Regions from separate parts of the Gossypium hirsutum genome. Here region 1 is linked to region 2. The links are chromatin contacts, called in public Hi-C maps. All regions are on one chromosome and are shown on one strand. The core of a region is the stretch at or near the end of the contact, and the rest is flanking DNA. Distances in the headings are between cores, read along the strand shown.

Evidence for each region. Hi-C and Micro-C count contacts between places; a contact is called where the count stands out from the background.
Region 1: a contact with region 2 is called in a Hi-C map of leaf, with 3 times the contacts expected there. The contact joins the promoter of LOC107921394 here to the enhancer-like site in region 2. A contact is called at or near these places in 19 of 34 Hi-C or Micro-C datasets (anther, callus, fibers and 4 more).

What each region holds. Positions count from the first base shown.
Region 1 is chrA01:17,368,300-17,373,081 of Gossypium_hirsutum_v2.1, forward strand. LOC107921394 (coleoptile phototropism protein 1) reads left to right here and starts at 2,881. Exons shown (of 4, transcript XM_016851250.2): 1 at 2,881-3,082; 2 at 3,186-3,255; 3 at 3,666-4,772. The coding sequence starts at 2,940.
Region 2 is chrA01:17,329,880-17,334,647 of Gossypium_hirsutum_v2.1, forward strand. No RefSeq gene overlaps it. Among protein-coding and RNA genes, the nearest start is that of LOC121229057, 6.5 kb to the left of the region's middle. Within about 2 kb of position 2,477, at least 1 of the 9 cell types and tissues checked has an H3K27ac peak or open chromatin away from gene starts, as enhancers often do. A contact at or near this core is called in leaf, where this site is marked.

The sequences.
Region 1 (4,782 bases), core at 1,631-4,130, 39 kb after region 2:
CCACACTCAATGTATATTTTGGGCCTCGAGGGCCATATAAGGGACGACGTGCATGTGAATGAAAAGTTTTAAATTTGGACGGAAATTTCTGTCTCGATTTTGTATGATGGTGTGAGTTTATGTCCGGTAATGCCTCGTACCCTGTTCCGGCATCGAATACGGGTAAGGGCTGTTACAAATAGTGATTTATACAAGCTAAATCTTCTAATTAATAGGGACAAATAAAATTATTTTTTATGCATGCCATTTTTATCACTTCGATTGAAAGAATGTTTAATTTTGCAATTCTCATATATAGTTACGAGATAAAATATAATTCCCTTCACAACATAAAAGCTACTTAACTATTTTTTGGTGCAATGAGAATGCAATATGTAAAGCATAAGATGAACACAAACACAAGATGCAAAAAATCACACTAGCAACAATAATTTTAAACAGATATGCTAATTTTTAATCTTTATTCAATAAATACAAGATTATATAGACAACCAATCCTAATTTCTTCTAAGATTTGTATTAATGTTTTCTAAAAATATTTCAAGGATTTGTATTAATGTTCTCTTAAAAATATAAATCAATCAAGATATTAGTAATCTCATACAAAGTCAATATGCCAAAATCATTTCATCAATAAAAATTTAGTCTCGCATAAAAATCCTAATTTATCACAAGTAAAATCACAATTTTAATTTTTTTAGATACTAATTAACAAAGCTCGAATAGAAAAAAAGAATTACTATCAAACTATTAGGAAAATATACTTAAAAGTCTTCAAAGATTGATACTCTACCATGTAAAACTTATGGAGAGAGTGTGAAAAAATAATAAAATTTTGAGGAAAAAAATTATGAATGTTGAAAGAAAATAAAAAAAAAATTAAATATTTTTAGATTTTAGTAGATGTTTTTCAAATATTTTTGTGAGGGTCAAAAACTCAATTTACTACTTATATTATTCTTTTTATAAGGTATTTTTTTAAATTATTTTTGTAGGATCAATTAACCCCACAATCCTATATGTGGTTTAGTTATTGCTAATAACCAAGTGACATAATTTTTGGACGACTTGTAACTTTTCAATTGAAACTATTAGAACATTATATATATTTTAAAAATGTTCCATATTGCACGTGGACTTGGATATGATGAGAGGAGTTTTAAATGAATCTTGATTTGCTCTGATAACAGTCAAAGGACTATTTAAATTGGATGTCATTGAGATTTTCACGAATTTATGGAAATATAATCACAATTCACATCTTTAAAATTCGAATTTTGGTATTCATATCTTTTAAAATTTAATTTTCTAATTCTATCTATTACTTGTTAAGTACTTGATTGCTCCCTATATGCCCAATTTATGTGGATCGTCCATAGTTTGTGGTTGAAGATTATAGGTTAAAAGGTTGAAGAGTTAGTATTCCGAAACACAAATAAGTTTTTCGTATTTTTGTTTTACTCTTTTTACAAAGTCCAATAGAGAAACATCTTGAAAGTGAGGGTATAAGAGCAAGAAGCTCAGTAGTTGACACTTCATGCAGCTCTTTTCCATAATTGTTATTAATTACTCTACTCCTCCTTCAGGACTAGGCCACAACCTCTTATACACTGGATTGCCACCTGAGCTTTTGCTTCAAAGGAACTTTCAATAATTTGTGTGGCCTTTCGAATTATAGAGGTCTTTCTCTTAGCTGACATTCGGTCCTAACCATCATAAATACCTTCTCTTATATGGGTCCATAGCATAGACTATCCACAAATTCTTGGATCATCATCATTCTGCCTTTCCAGGTATTTTCAGCCATGAAATTGTAATATTTCGTCACCCAACTACACTTTTTTTTCCACTATGATTATGTATTTAAAGTATTAAAAATACATATGTGCAATATGATTTATGAATTTTAATTTTATATAAGTTTTATTTTGAGTTAATTTTTATAAACTATTAATAATATTATCGTCATAGTATCATTTTGCAATTATATATTGTATATACAAGCAATTAGTATATATATATATTTTTTAAAATTGTACAATTGAATTAAACTTAAAGTTCTATTTATATATATAAATCACAATAAAAGTTTCACATGTATAATTACACTAAATCAAAATTCATGAATCATAAATTTCTTCAATTGATTTTACATTTTATATAACTTATTTATGTTAATAGCTTGAAAATATAAATAAGATTATTCTCTATATTACTATTAATTTGTTCATTGAAATAAAATTGAGAAATGGTTAAAAAATAAAAAAAAATTATAAAAACCAGTAACTTGTATTATAATGGTAATTTTTACTTTTGAATTTTTTTTAAAACTAATTCTTTAAAAAACTACTGGAATTTTATAATGTAATTTGAAAATAAATAATTGCTTTCATTAAGAAGAAGAAAAATTAGTTTCTACTTCATCATTCTTTCACCCATATAATAAATATCATTTTATCTAAATTCTTTTTCTTATTTTTCATGTCCGTTTTAAATATCATGTTTGATATTTATAACTATACCTTTCAACAATACCGTCTCTAATGTTTGAATTTTACAACTTTTTCCTCCCAAAAGATTATGATACTTTTCTTGATAATACATGGATCAATCATAAAAAAAGAGCACTATACATTTATGTATATATATACTATCGACACTGACGTAAAAGGGTGATTGGTGTAATGATATATATGGATGAGAATGAAGAACATAAATTGTCAATGTGTTGGCTATAAGCTGTCCATCCATATATTCTTTCTGTGGCAGACAGGCAATGGGTACCAAACCATCTTCATGGCTTTAACCACTTTGGAATAATTAAATGCAATAAATAACCCCCCACCCATCTCTGCCCACGTACACTGCTAATTCATTGTGTATAAATAACACTATAGCCCAAAGATGATGGTTCAAGGACTTATAGCTATAGAGGAAAAATGAGATCTAAGATGATGGGTTGTAGAGAGGAACATCAGAGTACTCATGGTTCAGTGCTGGGTGGGAAGCCTAACCATTGTGTTATTTATCCACCAAAGTCTAGCATTGTTGCTGAGGAATTGGAAAGAAGAAACAATGACTGGTTAAATTCTTCTTCTTCTTCTTCTGGTACATATAGGTATATATGGTGGTGTTTATGTAGAGATGATATTAATAAGCTCCTGTTTTGATTTCGTCTGACGCAGGTTTGTTAGGACCAAAGTTGCAAGTGATTTAATGGTGCAGGTTGGAGATTTTAGCTTTTACTTACACAAGGTCAGCAACAACTATATACTTGTCTTTATTAGTGAAGCATGGGATTATTATTAATTTTGCCAGATGGAAATAAACTTATTTTTGTAAATTATTATAAATTTGGGGAGGGGATGGCTTACATAAAAATATTTTTCATATATTATGTAGGGAATCGTTTTACCAAATATTATGCCTTTTGTTTCTGATGGGATATATGTGGACAGATTTGTCATTATCATGTTCAAATTGTGCCCAACACAAAGGCCAACTGTATTTTCGTATTATGTTTTAATTTTTTTATAATTTACCATATTAATTCAATTTTAACTTTACAATCATTTATGTGAAATTAGTAATTCATTGCATTTGTCATATCTTAAGATAATTTGCTATTACAATTTATAAATAAGTGATCATGTTGTGATCCTCAGCTTGCTATGGTTTCGAAAAGTGGATATTTGAATAGACTTGTATTTGCAAAAAGAAGTGAGGGACATGGACAAAATGGAGGCAACCTCAAGATTGTGTTGGATGACCTTCCTGGTGGAACCAACACCTTTGAATCAATTGTCAACTTCTGCTATGGATTTAAGGTGGATGTAACAGCTACCACCATTGCTCCACTCTATTGTGCTGCAAATTTCTTGGAAATGAGTGATGATCTTCACCAAGGTAATCTCATTTCCAAAACAGAGGCGTTTTTGAGCTTTGCAATTTTCTCATCTTGGAAAGACACTTTTAAGGTACTCAAAAGCTGTGAATCTGTGTCACCTTGGTCCAAAGATTTGCTTATTGTGAAACAATGCTCTGATGCCATTGCTTGGAAGGCCTCAACTGACCCCAAAGCTTTTACTTTAGGACAAAATAGTAATGGGAACTTGAATATTGGAGAACCAAGTGATACTTGGTGGTTTCAAGATGTTTCGACCCTTCGAATTGATCATTTTATCCAAGTGATCGAATCGATTAAACGAAAAGGGGTGAAACCGGAGCTTGTTGGATCATGTATAGCTCATTGGACGGCGAAATGGTTTTCGAGTACCACATTTGTATTTGATGACCCGACAATACCCAAGCATTTGACTGAAAAGCTACAAAGAATTACCATTGAAAGTTTAATTAATATGCTTCCAGTGGAGAAAAACTCAGTTTCTTGCAACTTTCTACTTTACCTTGTCAAGTTGGGGTTGAAAATGCAAGTAAATTTTGAGTTGTTGAGCAAACTAGAAACAAGAATAGCTTCCATGTTGGAGCAATGTTGTGCTCAAGATCTCTTGGTTAAGAACTATGGAGATAAGGATACTACATATGATGTTGGAATTGTGATTAGGGTGGTCAACGCTTATGTTTTATTGGCCATGAAAAACTCTAGGGCAAGACTATGCATTGTTGGAAGGTTGATTGATGGTTACCTTACTCTAATTGCAAGGGATATTAACCTTAAACTCATTGATTTCAAATTACTTGTGGACGCATTACCGACAAATGCTCGATCGTGCGATAACAACCTTTATAGAGCCATAGACATGTACCTCAAGGTATGTACTT
Region 2 (4,768 bases), core at 1,227-3,726:
ATAACTAGAGAAAGGAAAATCATAATATGGCTTGAAATATATAAATTTATTAATCTAAAAATTCTCACTTATAAAAATTCAACATCTAGATTAGAATTGTCTAAAATTGATTCTGAATTTATCAATTTCAAATTGTTGACATTTAAATAAAGAAAATTGAAGTCCAAATCCTTAGTTGAGTTGCTTAATCCAAGCATAAGGTAAACCATTTCGATGGGTTTTTCTAATATGTTCAATTGAGGTGGGCCTAAGTTCCTTCGCCCAAACTAAATGCTAGTAAAAGGTTTATTTTATTTTTTTCGGTTTAAGTATGGATATTTTAATTGTGATAAAAAATAAAAAATAATTATAAACAAAATTTAAATTTAATTATATTAAACAAGTATTACTTAAATGCGTGTATATTTTAAGTCAATAAATTAAAACAATATTTTAGTAAAGATTTGGATTCTTTTTAACTCTTAAAAAGTTTGGTCTTCCATTTATTTTTCAAAATATTAATTAAACATAGGTGAAATTTTTTTAATTCACTTAGAAAATTAAAAAAAAAATTACATTATCAATGTACCAATCAATTTGATAATACGTTCAATTTACACGATTATTATGTTTAATTTTAATAATTTTTTTAGTGAAATGTCATTAATTTTAAGCTTATTATTTGATTTTTGATTAGGTGCAAAAGCAAAATCTGAAAAATAGAAAAGAGTCAAAGATATGGGTTGTGTAAAAGTTTTGGGCCAAAAAAGATATTTATTTTAAGATTGTAAAAATTATACTTTTAAATTTTTCATTATGATAATATTTTAATTTTCTAATATTTTATCTTTTAAATTTTTCGAATAGCTCTTCAATACTAGATCAGATTACAAAATTTTAGTAAGACTAAACTTTTATTCCAATTGAGTCAAAAAAGTAGATATGATTAGAACTCGCACTTAAAAACTTTCATTTCGGTATTTTTTTACTTCTCTGATTTAGGAGAGGGACACCGTCTCATAAAAATCAGATTTAAACGACTTGCATGATTGAAGTTGTTGATTCGAGTTGGGCACTTATAATTCACGAAGCTAGCGAAGTGTTAAATCGTGGATATGCATTTTGTGGTTGTTCGTTTGGTAAGGGTTAGTTGTTAGGCATTCCCGCAATTAATTTAGACAAGGAAAGGTTGGTGGTCTGAGGCATCATTGACCACTATAACCAACTTATCGGTTGAAGGAAAAGATTTGTTATCAAGGATCAGTTCAAAACAAGAGTCAGAATTGAGCCTGAAGTTAGAATATTATCACATCGCTTTATTCAATCTAATTTCGTTTCTGTTTATCTTTACTATTATTTTGATTTTAATTATTTTTTATTTTAATCAAATTTAATTCCCATTTTTATTTTAGCACAGATCGTCATACATCGTGGGCACAACAGTTACCTAGCATGTAATTTTGTTAAATCGAATGACAATTTTAGATATCCTAGTCTCTATGGGATTGACCCTACTCACTATACTTCTATTTATTTACTATTTAGGCATAGAAATTTTATTTTAGGTGGACTTGACACCCATCAAAATTTGGCCTTGTTGTTAGGGATTGAAAAAATTCTAATTTTTGTTATTTTCTCTTTATGATTAGGTTAGATCCAAGAGAACCACTAGAGTTTGACCCCAAAATCAAGAAAATCACTCGAGCAATATGTAGAGAAACAATAAGACGGGACAAATGGTCAGACGGGTCTGAAGTTTCAGACAACGAAATCAAAGAAGGAGGTAGAGCAATGACAAAAATCGTTGACAAACTATCTTTTTAACTAGAAGTCATGGCTCAAAATCGCACCATTAGGCAATTTACCGAGGCACTTGATGAACAACAATCGTTGGGTATTGCTTACCTGACAGTAGATGCATCATTTGAATTAAAATTAGGTTTGATACACTTATTATCCACTTTTTATGGTCTGCAAAACGAAAACCTACATAAACATCTTAAGGAATTCTATATGATTTGCTTGAGTATGATTTCGCGCTTTCCTTTTTTTTCCATGATCCAAGACCAAATTAAACTTTGCACTTTCATTTTTCTTTTCTTTATCCAACTCTGCTAGAGAGCAATTATTTTATTTACCTCTAGGTTTAGTTAATTATTACATCAATCACTACAAGCATCAAATTAATTGATTTACTCAATAATTAATTAAATTCAAATTAACTATAATTAAAATAAATGTAGAGGAGAATACTTACTTTATGACTAACTCCATGATTAATTAACTAACCAACTATAATGAGAATAAATTAGAAGAAAACTTACCTACTTACATAAGGTAAAACTTAAACTTAAATTTTTATAATTTCAACTTAAAGCTTAGCAATTGACATGCTATTGAGTTATTAAAAGTTCCTTTTGGGGCATTAAAGATCTGTGGCCTATTGAATTAGAGAGGTGTCTCTCTTGCTGGCATTTGGTCCCACCAATGGGCCAACCATAATAAATATATTGTTATATATGGGGGATAACATAGAATATCCACAAATATTTGGATCACGATGATACTGCTTTTCAAGGTATTTTGAACCATGCAAATATAATATGGTTAGGTATTTTAGGGCTCCTCTAAATCCTCGATTAGTTCCAGTGCAGTGTGACATGGTACAAAATTACAGTTGGATGGCAAAACTGTGATGCAACTGAGGGGTGTAATCACGCCATTCTCATTGCTTGTTTTTTTATCCACATAATATTTGAAAGCTGCATTTGCAGTTTTTGGTTTTTTTTTTCCTCCTTCTTTTATTAATGAATGGAATAAAACAATCCAATGATAGCCAAAAAAATATTTATATATATAAATAAATAATTATAAATAAATGTAAAAGTAAGATAATATATATAATTAAAATAAGTTCAAATCGGAAAATTAAATAAAATAATTTTGAATAAATTTATTCAAATTAAATTTAATAAAAAATTAAAATATTAAACTCGTAAAAGTTTAAATTTAAAATAATTCCGATTTAAAAATAGATAATATCGAAATTGATCTAACTTAAAAAAACAAAACCTGAAATCGTAAAATTCAATTTCTTCAAAATCAAAACTTTTTTAAACATATACCTGTCGTAATTTTTCAAATAAATTCCTCACTTTTATATTATTCTCGTATTTTCACAAACACGCATATACTGACATGTAATATATATATATATAAATAATATTTTGATATCTTAATTGTTTTTCCTAATTTTGTTGACGTTAAATGTGGTGTTGGAGATTAAAGGTGATTCATATAAATGTGGTCTAGAGAGCTGTGCTGAGACTTCGAAAAAAGTATCGGTAATGGAGTAATATCTTGGATTCTGATGTAAAAAGTTAAATACGGAAGTATATTTAATATTATTGATGTATTAAAATTTTTGAGTTTTGTGGTTTTGATTTTCTAAATTAGCATATAACTTTTTAATAATATAATTCTCTCTTGTTTTATAAAAAATTAATGAATGTTCAATGTATGTATCAATGTCACTTTTTTTTAAAGATTTTATTCGCCCCCACTTATATTTTGATAGGCAAAATAGTTACTAACAAATGAACATCGGAGATACAAAGAACCCCAATGACTATCAGTGTTTTGTACAGATGAAAATAGTCCACTGAGCATCGAGCGGAGCATAACAAGAGTGTGAAATTCTATAAAAAAAAAACTTTTGCAGTAATTCTTTATAGAGCAATCAAGGAATATTAGATGCAAGAGATTAAATTAAAGTTTTGTTTATTAACTTTTGATGTGTTTTTGTGTACCAAACAAATGAACTGTAACTCTTATTTATAGGAGTTTTCATGCCTCTTTATATATCTATCCAAATGGATCGCCACGTCTTTTAGCAATAAATATAATTATTCATTAGATATCTACTTAAATAATTATGACTTTTTGTTAGTAATTAAGTGACAACTCTTGACTAATAACCAAGGGTGGAGCCAAAATATTTTGATTGTAGGGTCCAATTTCAAAAAATTAAAACTTCTAAAAAATTTATATAAATTAATGCATAACACGATTAAATATAAAAGTATTACAAAACTATTTAAATAGTAACTAAATAAATCTAAGTCCTAAATACAAAAATATTCATGAAGTCAACCATAACAGCCCGATTTTGGGCCTAGTCAGAACAGTAATTTCGGGACCAAAAATCTGACATGGTAAAATTATATTTTACTATATTTTTATGGTCTACAATTTCATGAGATAAACTCGTGAAAATTTTGTTTGAAAATTTTGACGTTTGAGCACTCAATTTAGTCAAAAGGACTAAATCGTAAAAACTACAAAAGTTGAGTTCTACATGCTAGAGGTGTCCAATTGTTATGAAACTTTAAATTAGAGGTTCTTATATGGTAATTATACCATTGGTTAAGTTGGTGGACAAAAATGGATATGGTTAGGTGAATTTTGAAATAAAGGCATTAAGGGCGTTTTAGTCATTTGGTAAATAAATGAATTAAAAAGGGAAAATAAGCCAAAATCCTTGTCCATCTTCTACCTCCAGCCAAAATTAGAAGAGAAGCCATGGCTAGGGTTTTGTTCAAGCTTTCAAGCTCCATAGTAAGTGCATCCTAGCCCCGTGTTTAATGTTCTTTACATTTTTGAAGTCCTCGTAACCCGATTTACCTATTTCTACCATTGATTTGAAGTAGGGTTCATGTTTAAAAATTTACCCATGTGTGACATGTATGTGTTTTGATGTTTAATGGAGGAATATGTAAGTTTGATGTTA